Regions from separate parts of the Mus musculus genome. Here region 2 is linked to region 1. The links are chromatin contacts, called in public HiChIP or PLAC-seq maps. All regions are on one chromosome and are shown on one strand. Each heading gives the region's core, a stretch centred on a gene start, on an enhancer-like site or on the middle of the called end of the contact. The rest is flanking DNA. Distances are from core to core; before and after follow the strand shown. Region 1 overlaps Qsox1 (quiescin Q6 sulfhydryl oxidase 1). Region 2 overlaps Fam163a (family with sequence similarity 163, member A).

What was found. HiChIP or PLAC-seq counts read pairs in DNA pulled down with a chosen protein or histone mark.
Region 2: a contact with region 1 is called in an H3K27ac HiChIP or PLAC-seq map of T-cell acute lymphoblastic leukemia, with 4 times the contacts expected there. The contact joins two enhancer-like sites. A contact is called at or near these places in 7 of 484 Hi-C or Micro-C datasets (the G1E-ER4 cell line, the HL-1 cell line, the N1E-115 cell line and 1 more), 1 of 115 datasets of contacts at active chromatin or transcription factors (T-cell acute lymphoblastic leukemia) and 2 of 9 other capture datasets (embryonic stem cells and liver).

The regions. Positions count from the first base shown.
Region 1 is chr1:155,782,970-155,786,394 of GRCm38.p6, forward strand. Qsox1 (quiescin Q6 sulfhydryl oxidase 1) reads right to left here. Exons shown (of 12, transcript NM_001024945.1): 9 at 434-556. Among named protein-coding and RNA genes, the nearest start is that of Qsox1, 28 kb to the right of the region's middle. Within about 2 kb of position 2,027, at least 37 of the 459 cell types and tissues checked have an H3K27ac peak or open chromatin away from gene starts, as enhancers often do. A contact at or near this core is called in T-cell acute lymphoblastic leukemia, where this site is marked.
Region 2 is chr1:156,075,365-156,078,917 of GRCm38.p6, forward strand. It overlaps Fam163a (family with sequence similarity 163, member A), which reads right to left. Exons shown (of 5, transcript NM_177838.3): 5 at 592-3,553. The coding sequence ends at 3,533. Among named protein-coding and RNA genes, the nearest start is that of Tor1aip1, 41 kb to the left of the region's middle. Within about 2 kb of position 1,252, at least 35 of the 459 cell types and tissues checked have an H3K27ac peak or open chromatin away from gene starts, as enhancers often do. A contact at or near this core is called in T-cell acute lymphoblastic leukemia, where this site is marked.

The DNA.
Region 1 (3,425 bases), core at 777-3,276:
CTCTGGTGTCTTAGATAAATGTGGTGGCTCATGCCTATCATCTTCACATTTGGGGAGCTGATGCAGGAGGATTGCTGAGTTTCAAGGTCAGTAGCCTTATATACAGAGTAAGGCCCTATCTCAAAAATAAGTCTCCACTGCCTCATCCCTCAGAGGTGTTAGCTCTGTTCACTGACAGGTCCTTACAGGGTCTTAGGCTAGAACCGTTATGTAATCTCCTAAACTTGCTTTCTTCATCTGCTAAGTGAAAATTCTGATGTATGAGGATTCGATGAGATATTCCATAGGACCCAACGAAGCAGCTTATTAGTGATAAATGGAATCACTTAATGCAAACCTCTGGATAACGTCACCAAGTGTTGAGGCATTAAGTCCTCCCAGTCCCAGACATGTCGAGGCATTGATAGGGCCTTCACTTGCCTGCTGGACTCACCTCCTTCCTGCTGTCCAGAGCAGCTTTGAAGAAACTGTAGGGGATCCTCTTCTTCTGCTGCTTCTGAAGCCAGTCGTTTATGGAATGCAAGAAGTTCTGGACCAAAGGCTGCCCAGGGAAGTACTGTAGGGAGGAGCAAGTGGCGATTGGAGAGTAAGAAACAATTCTATAGAGTTTTACGTTGTAACAAAAACCATCAGACACAAATGTGAATTCATATACTCTATTCTGGACAGAGGAGAAGAAACTCTATGTAGCCTAGGCCCTGTGGGTCTCTCCTATCAAGGCTCAGGCTACAACGCTGACCTAACCACATGAAACCACTCAGAGAAAGTTCCAAGCACCACACCACTCCCCAGGACTGCCTTGAACACTGGGCACAAATCTCTTCAGGCAGTCTTCTGACGCAGCAACTGATGGCCCAGCCGGACTTATGTGGAGTAGGCAAGGGGCTACGCGTCAGGTAATTGAGGAAAACTGCAGCTGTATCTTGGCAGCTGCTCTCTGATGCCCAGAATCCCTTTATCACCCAGCCTCCTGGGAGCAGTGGTTGGGTTCTTCGGAAACAGACACCAGGACCCCCTCCCCACGACAAACATCCTGCTAAGCCAGGAAGGAAAAACTGCAGGGACGTCTCAAGCCATAAGATGGAAGAAAGATCATGCTCTAGGGAAGAGGGTGTCAGTGGTGTCACCAGAGGGAGGCACCATAAAAAGTCTTTAAATCCCTAACACAGGGCCCAGTGGGACTCTACCCACCTCCCTTTGGAATGCCCATTCCCGCTTGGAGTGCACTCTCCTTTTTGCTTTTGATAAGTAAACTGTTTTTAGCTGTCTGTGTTTCTTGGCTCAGCTCTTTCTTTTGAAAAGACAAGAACCAAACTGAGGAGAAACCTTCATTGGTAATAGGCTAGGCTGGCAAAAGACCTTTCATTTTTTAGCTCATGGGCCGCCAGTATGGACAGGCTAGCCTAGGGCTTAGGGCCAAGATCCAAATCTTGATGGTAACTCCCAAGAGCCTCAGAGGAACATGAAAAGCTACTTTGACAATAAGTCAACTCAAATCTGATTAGTATCAGCACTTTAAAACCACAAGGACTCAAGGGAGGAGGGGATGTGTGCATGTGTGCACATGTGTGCATGTGCAAACGCCTGTGGGGGTGGGGTGGGGTGAAGGGGACGCAGCGGTGAAGCAGAGCAGATAAAACCACAAGAGGAAAGATGAAGGTGGAGAAGACAGTGAGCTGAGAGATGTGCCAAGAGGAGGAGGAGGAGGAAGACACCAGGAGAAGAATCCTAATATGAGAGTGTCACAGAGGCAGCATCCGAGAGGGCATTAACCCTCCTTATCAAACGGCAGGGGCTAGCCAGCCCCCCAGAGTGACAAATGGCCGGAAAGACTTGTGCTTCAGAGCGCTTCCTCCTGGTCAGCTCCCGGGAGCTCTGGGTCCACACGCAGATTTACAGCTGAAAGTCAGCACTTCTCTCTGACCTCTGCCTGCCACCCTGACTTGGCACCTTCTTTCTGCCTTCTAAGGCCACGTATCAGAAGCAGCGATGAATTAAAGGGCTCTGGACAGCAAGGGCAGGGAAACCTCGGTGACCAAACGCCACCCAGTGGCCAGCCCTAGTAACGGCTCAAATGTGACAAGGCAGGCTGAGTGGGGATGGGGGGTGGGGGGGCTCTCCACTCCAGGCTTTCTTGTCAGAGGAGAGGGAGGATGTTAAAGGAGCCATGGATGTGAAGTTCACCTTCAACAAGGCGATCCCCCGCCCGCCCCCCGGGCTGTCAGTTCCCCATCTCTAGAATGATGAGTACCACTCACAGAGTTTAAGAATGGAAAATAAGCAAACACACAGTGTACCGCACACTCTGTCAGCCTGCCAGAGCTTGAGGAAAGGAAGCAGCTTTGATTCTTCTTCTCCAGGGAAGAAAGAAGGTCCCCAGCAAAGCATATAGGACGCTATCAGTCACGCAGACAAAGGTCAGACAGGGCCTCTACACTTGGGTCCCAGGTGCACCCACTGTGGGCCTTCCTCAGTCCTCTTCTCAGAGACCTGGCTTCTGGCTAAAGAGCCCCTTAGTAGATCCTCATCTCCTGCTCTTGCTGAGGGTCTAGCTGAGTGTATCGCTGAGAGTGTGCTGTCCAGGCCTTTATCTAACCTGGATACTTTCTGTCTCCTCTCATATCACAGCCCCGCTGGGGAGCAAACTAAATACCAGCCTGCTTACAGCTGGACACAGATCCAAGCAGCACGGAGAAACTACTGCTTCCCAGGACTCCTCTGAAATAATCTGACCTGGGCTCGGGGTCTCCTCATTGAGGCCTGCAGGGCTGGGGAGCACATGGGAGCTGTCCCTCACTGAGGTGGTAGGAAAACACTACAAAGGCTTGCTCTGGATTGGCTCCTTCTCAATGTTCAGCAGGGTGTCTGCACCAGGCCTCCTCAGTATTGTGGAGTACAGGCTGCAGGCCGCTGAAGCAAGGAAATAGCTCTGCCTTGCCCGCAACATTCCTTACAGGGTCTTCTTTGTATACAGATACACAGGCCACCAAGCCAAGAGGGTCAGAATGGTGGCAAAATGGGTGAGATCTGGAGATTGCCCAGGCCCCGCTGGGAAGAGCAGGCTCAGATTAGCTGGGACGGAGGGAGGCTGAGTCAGCAGGCAGGCCCAGCGGACAGACAGCCCTGACTCAGCAGCAAAGCAGGCAGGGCTGCCCATGGATGGGAAGGCAGAGTCGGGAGGCCAGGGAATGACAGCTCAGGACAATGCCTCAAGTCTGCTCCTGCTGGCTATCTTAGGGCAAGCTACGTGAGCCCCTGGGCCTTAAATGGTAGCGACACAACTCTGAAAAGCAGGCAAAAAGACTAAATTCTTGTCAGACATCAGGTCCTTAATAACCAAAAGCTTCACTCTGAGAAGTAGCCACCTTTCTGAGACACTACCAGGGAACGCTAGGGAACTGGGTAAGCCTGAGGAGAAAGACAGC
Region 2 (3,553 bases), core at 2-2,501, 290 kb after region 1:
GCTTTTCCACCCCGTTAAATATTTGTTTACGCAAAGACCCTGCTGTTTTCTGGGAATGCAAAGGCCCTGAGCTATGAGGGGGCCTTTTCTCTCTTGGAGCAATGAGCCCTTCCCGCTTGCTCCTACAGTTCCTGTACACTAATTCTTTTCAGACAAGCCAACGGAATAGGCCCGCGAGGATCTCAGGTAATGGGAAAAGAGTCACCCCTTGAGTGAGAACAAAAACCAAAGGTACTTCCTGACTGGGTGTGTTCACTCTTCGGAGTAGTGGAGTTTTGATCTGTAGTAAGGTTTGCCTTGCCCGGTCACTTGAGATGGAATTGGGGTATCTTCCTCTGCAACCCAGAACTTATCTCTGGCACACTTAAAGCCCCCTTTCTCAAGACACAGGAAATGCTCCCAGGTTGTGATGGCTGACGCAGCAGAGAGGGCCCCTGGCTGGGCCGGCTTTGTGAGAGCTCTGTTAATGTGTGAGCAGAAAAGGAGAGGGAGGGCAAAGACTTTGGATGTTTCCAGTGTTCAGATGAATATTCATTTTAAAGCCATGCACAGTTGCCCCACCCCCAGGTAAAGAGTGGAAGGAAGACCCTCTGGGGTTTCTACTTAAAATTTCTCCTTTATTTTGACATTCGCTTGGTTTGTGTTCCAAGTTATCAAAGATACAACAAGACAAGAAATCTGCAGCAGGAGGAGCGGAGTGATGTGGAGAAGGATGGTGGAGAGGGCTGGCTATTCCCCGGGCCTCCCTTCTCTGCCTGTTTAGGGTTCAGTTTGAAGAGTGGACAAATTGTATCTCATGGTACAGACTCAGCAGCTAATGGGACAGAAGAGCCGAGTTGGGTGAGCCTCCTCTTCCCCAAGGATGGAAGATGCTCATGATGCTACAGTGAAGAGTGAGGGGGTCAGGTGACCTGTAGCCAAGGGTGGAACCTGTGCCTTGAACAATGTGGGCTGAAGGGCAGTGTGTATTCCCCGTCCCCTCTGACACCTGGGATCCAGATTTTGAATTGTGGCCCTGCTGGAGACACAAAGGCAAAGAGTGCTTTATACCCAGAGCCCATAGTAGAAAAGTGGCTTACAGATGGCTGGGTTCTCTTGGTTTACCCAAAGGCATGGGTACGATGGCATTGTTATCTAGGGTGAAGCTGTGGGACCACAGGAGAGCAAGGCACTGGGCTGGTAGAGAGGAAGTGGGGAAAGCTGCCAGGCCCAGCAGCAAATCAAAGGGTTGCACATGGCCCAGGATGAGCAGATGGGCGGGACTGGGTGCACAACAACTGCAGAGCCATCCCTCTGCACCGGGGAGAGGGGGAGGTTAGCTCTCCTGCTGAGGCTCCCAGAGGCAGTACTTGCCTTTTGAGGTTGCTCAGTAGGGGGTTGAACAAATGTTTTTGTTGTTTTTGAGAGGGGTGTGTGTCTCAGGAACCCCAGGTTGACCTTGAACTTCTACGTAGCCAGGGATGACCTTGAACAACTACCTTCCTCCCTCTACCTCCCCAGTATAGAGGTGTACCCACCAAGTTGGCTTTTATGCAGTGCTGGAGACTTGAGGTTTTGTGCAGACCTGGCAAGAGCTCTATCAACTGAACTACTGCCTTAGCCCCGACAGCAATTCAAATGATTTTGTCTTCTAATTGTCCGTGCTTCCTCCCAGCACCCCTTTTGTGGTTTCTAACCCACAACAAATGTCCCTGTACCCAGGATCAGTCAGCAGGAGAGTCCACCCAGCCCTGGCCTGGATGAAGGCAAGAGACGAGGCTGAGGAGCAGGTCTAAGACGTCTCAGATTTGTGGAACACTAAGGGACAAGCTCTTCGTTCCTGGAGAAAAATGGATGTCTGAGTGAAGACACCTGACTGGTCCCAGGAGCTAAGGAGTGGACAGAACATGAGCAGAGAGTGTCTCCTGCTTCTTAACCCTGTGTTCATTATTTACAGTTGGACATGTAAGATGCACCCTGCTTTTTGTCAGACCAACCAACCAACAGCCAACAAGATTTCAGGAGAAAAACCAGCCCACCCTCCATAGCATTCCGAGACTCTGGAATGTGCAGGCATTAATTTTTAGAAGTGGGGACAGCGATCCTTGAATCACGGAGGTAACTGGAGAACTAAAAATACAAAAAAAAAAAAACAACAAAAAAAAAACCAAAAAACAAAAAACCAAAAACAACAACAACAAAACCCAAAACTAAACTAAACTAAGCAAAACAAAACAAAAAACAAAACCCCATAAGGCCACTGCTAGATGGAAAGTGGGAGGTGTTGGGATCTGAAACAGCAAATTAGCTCATTACCAAGAGGCAAGCATAATATCTAATTACAAAGACACAGCCAACCTTCAGGAGATCCCCCCAAAACTCAGATGAGAAGGCCACAGCCCCTCGTGGGATAAAATGTCCTGTTAATAATGTCACATCATAGATGGACACTCATGGGATGCACCAGCCTCTCGAGGAGCTTATGCAGGTGTGTGGGAACTTAACTGTGGCACCATTGCCTCAGTTCCCTCCTTCTGGTTGCCATGGAGACTGGCCACTTGAATTGCCTCTGGGTCCAGTTGCTAAAGGGTCAGATTTTTCTTACTTGTTGGTCCCTTGGACCTTTCTGCTCTGCAGCTCCCGAAGGAGGCAAAGCCACATGGCTGTTGGTGGTGATGGATATGAGAGGAAGCCAGCCCCCACCCCAGGAATGGGCATCCGCACACCCTCAGAGGGCCGAGTCTATGTGGCAAGGCATGGAGGGATGGGGCGAATCAATGTGATCTATCTGTTCCCTGGGCTTCTAGAACTATAATGACTGACACCTGGAAAAGTTTCTCTAGCAGGGGGGCATAAGAAAGGACTTGAAGGGGAGACAAGGTTATATAGCCTCTTCTTGCTACAGTCCCCATAAGCAGTCGTGTGTTGTGGCGCTTAGCATCAGTTTGATGTGTTTCATGAGGAGGGACTAGATTAGCAGATGTGGTGCTTCCAGAACTCAATATTCCTATCAGAGCAGGCAACCCAAGTAAATAACAGAGTGTAAACTAGCTCATGTGTGCATTCTAGCAAGCAAACCCCGAGGGGCCCCGTTAACGCCCTTTCCTCTCTCCTCTCAAGCTCTGGGATGTCTAAGCCTCACCCTTTGTGTCCGTTTCTTTTAGGTCTGCCCACCTCATCTCCCAAGGTCTCTGGAAGCCTCCCTAACCTTTGCTTAGCTTTCCCTGGTCTTTACACAACCCATCAAAGCAAAGGGCTTGGGGCTTATTGGAAGGTGTCATATAGCGCTTGATTGTCAGAGAGAAAATCCCCAGAGAGAAACTGGTGACATTGCAGACCTATCAGGTCCCTACCTCTGGGCCACAGGGCTGGCGACAGGTCCTGCCCTGGTCCTCAAGCATTTACTTGTACACATCTTACTGTACCTCTGATCTGGAAGCCAGAGAAACTGAAATGGTTTCTGGGGGAGAGGGCGATTGGAGAGTCCCCTCCAACACTCCATTGCTCCTGCTGGGACCGCAGTGTTGGGTGTGTGCAGATTGGGGTGAAAGGATTATACATCGGTACTAATAGC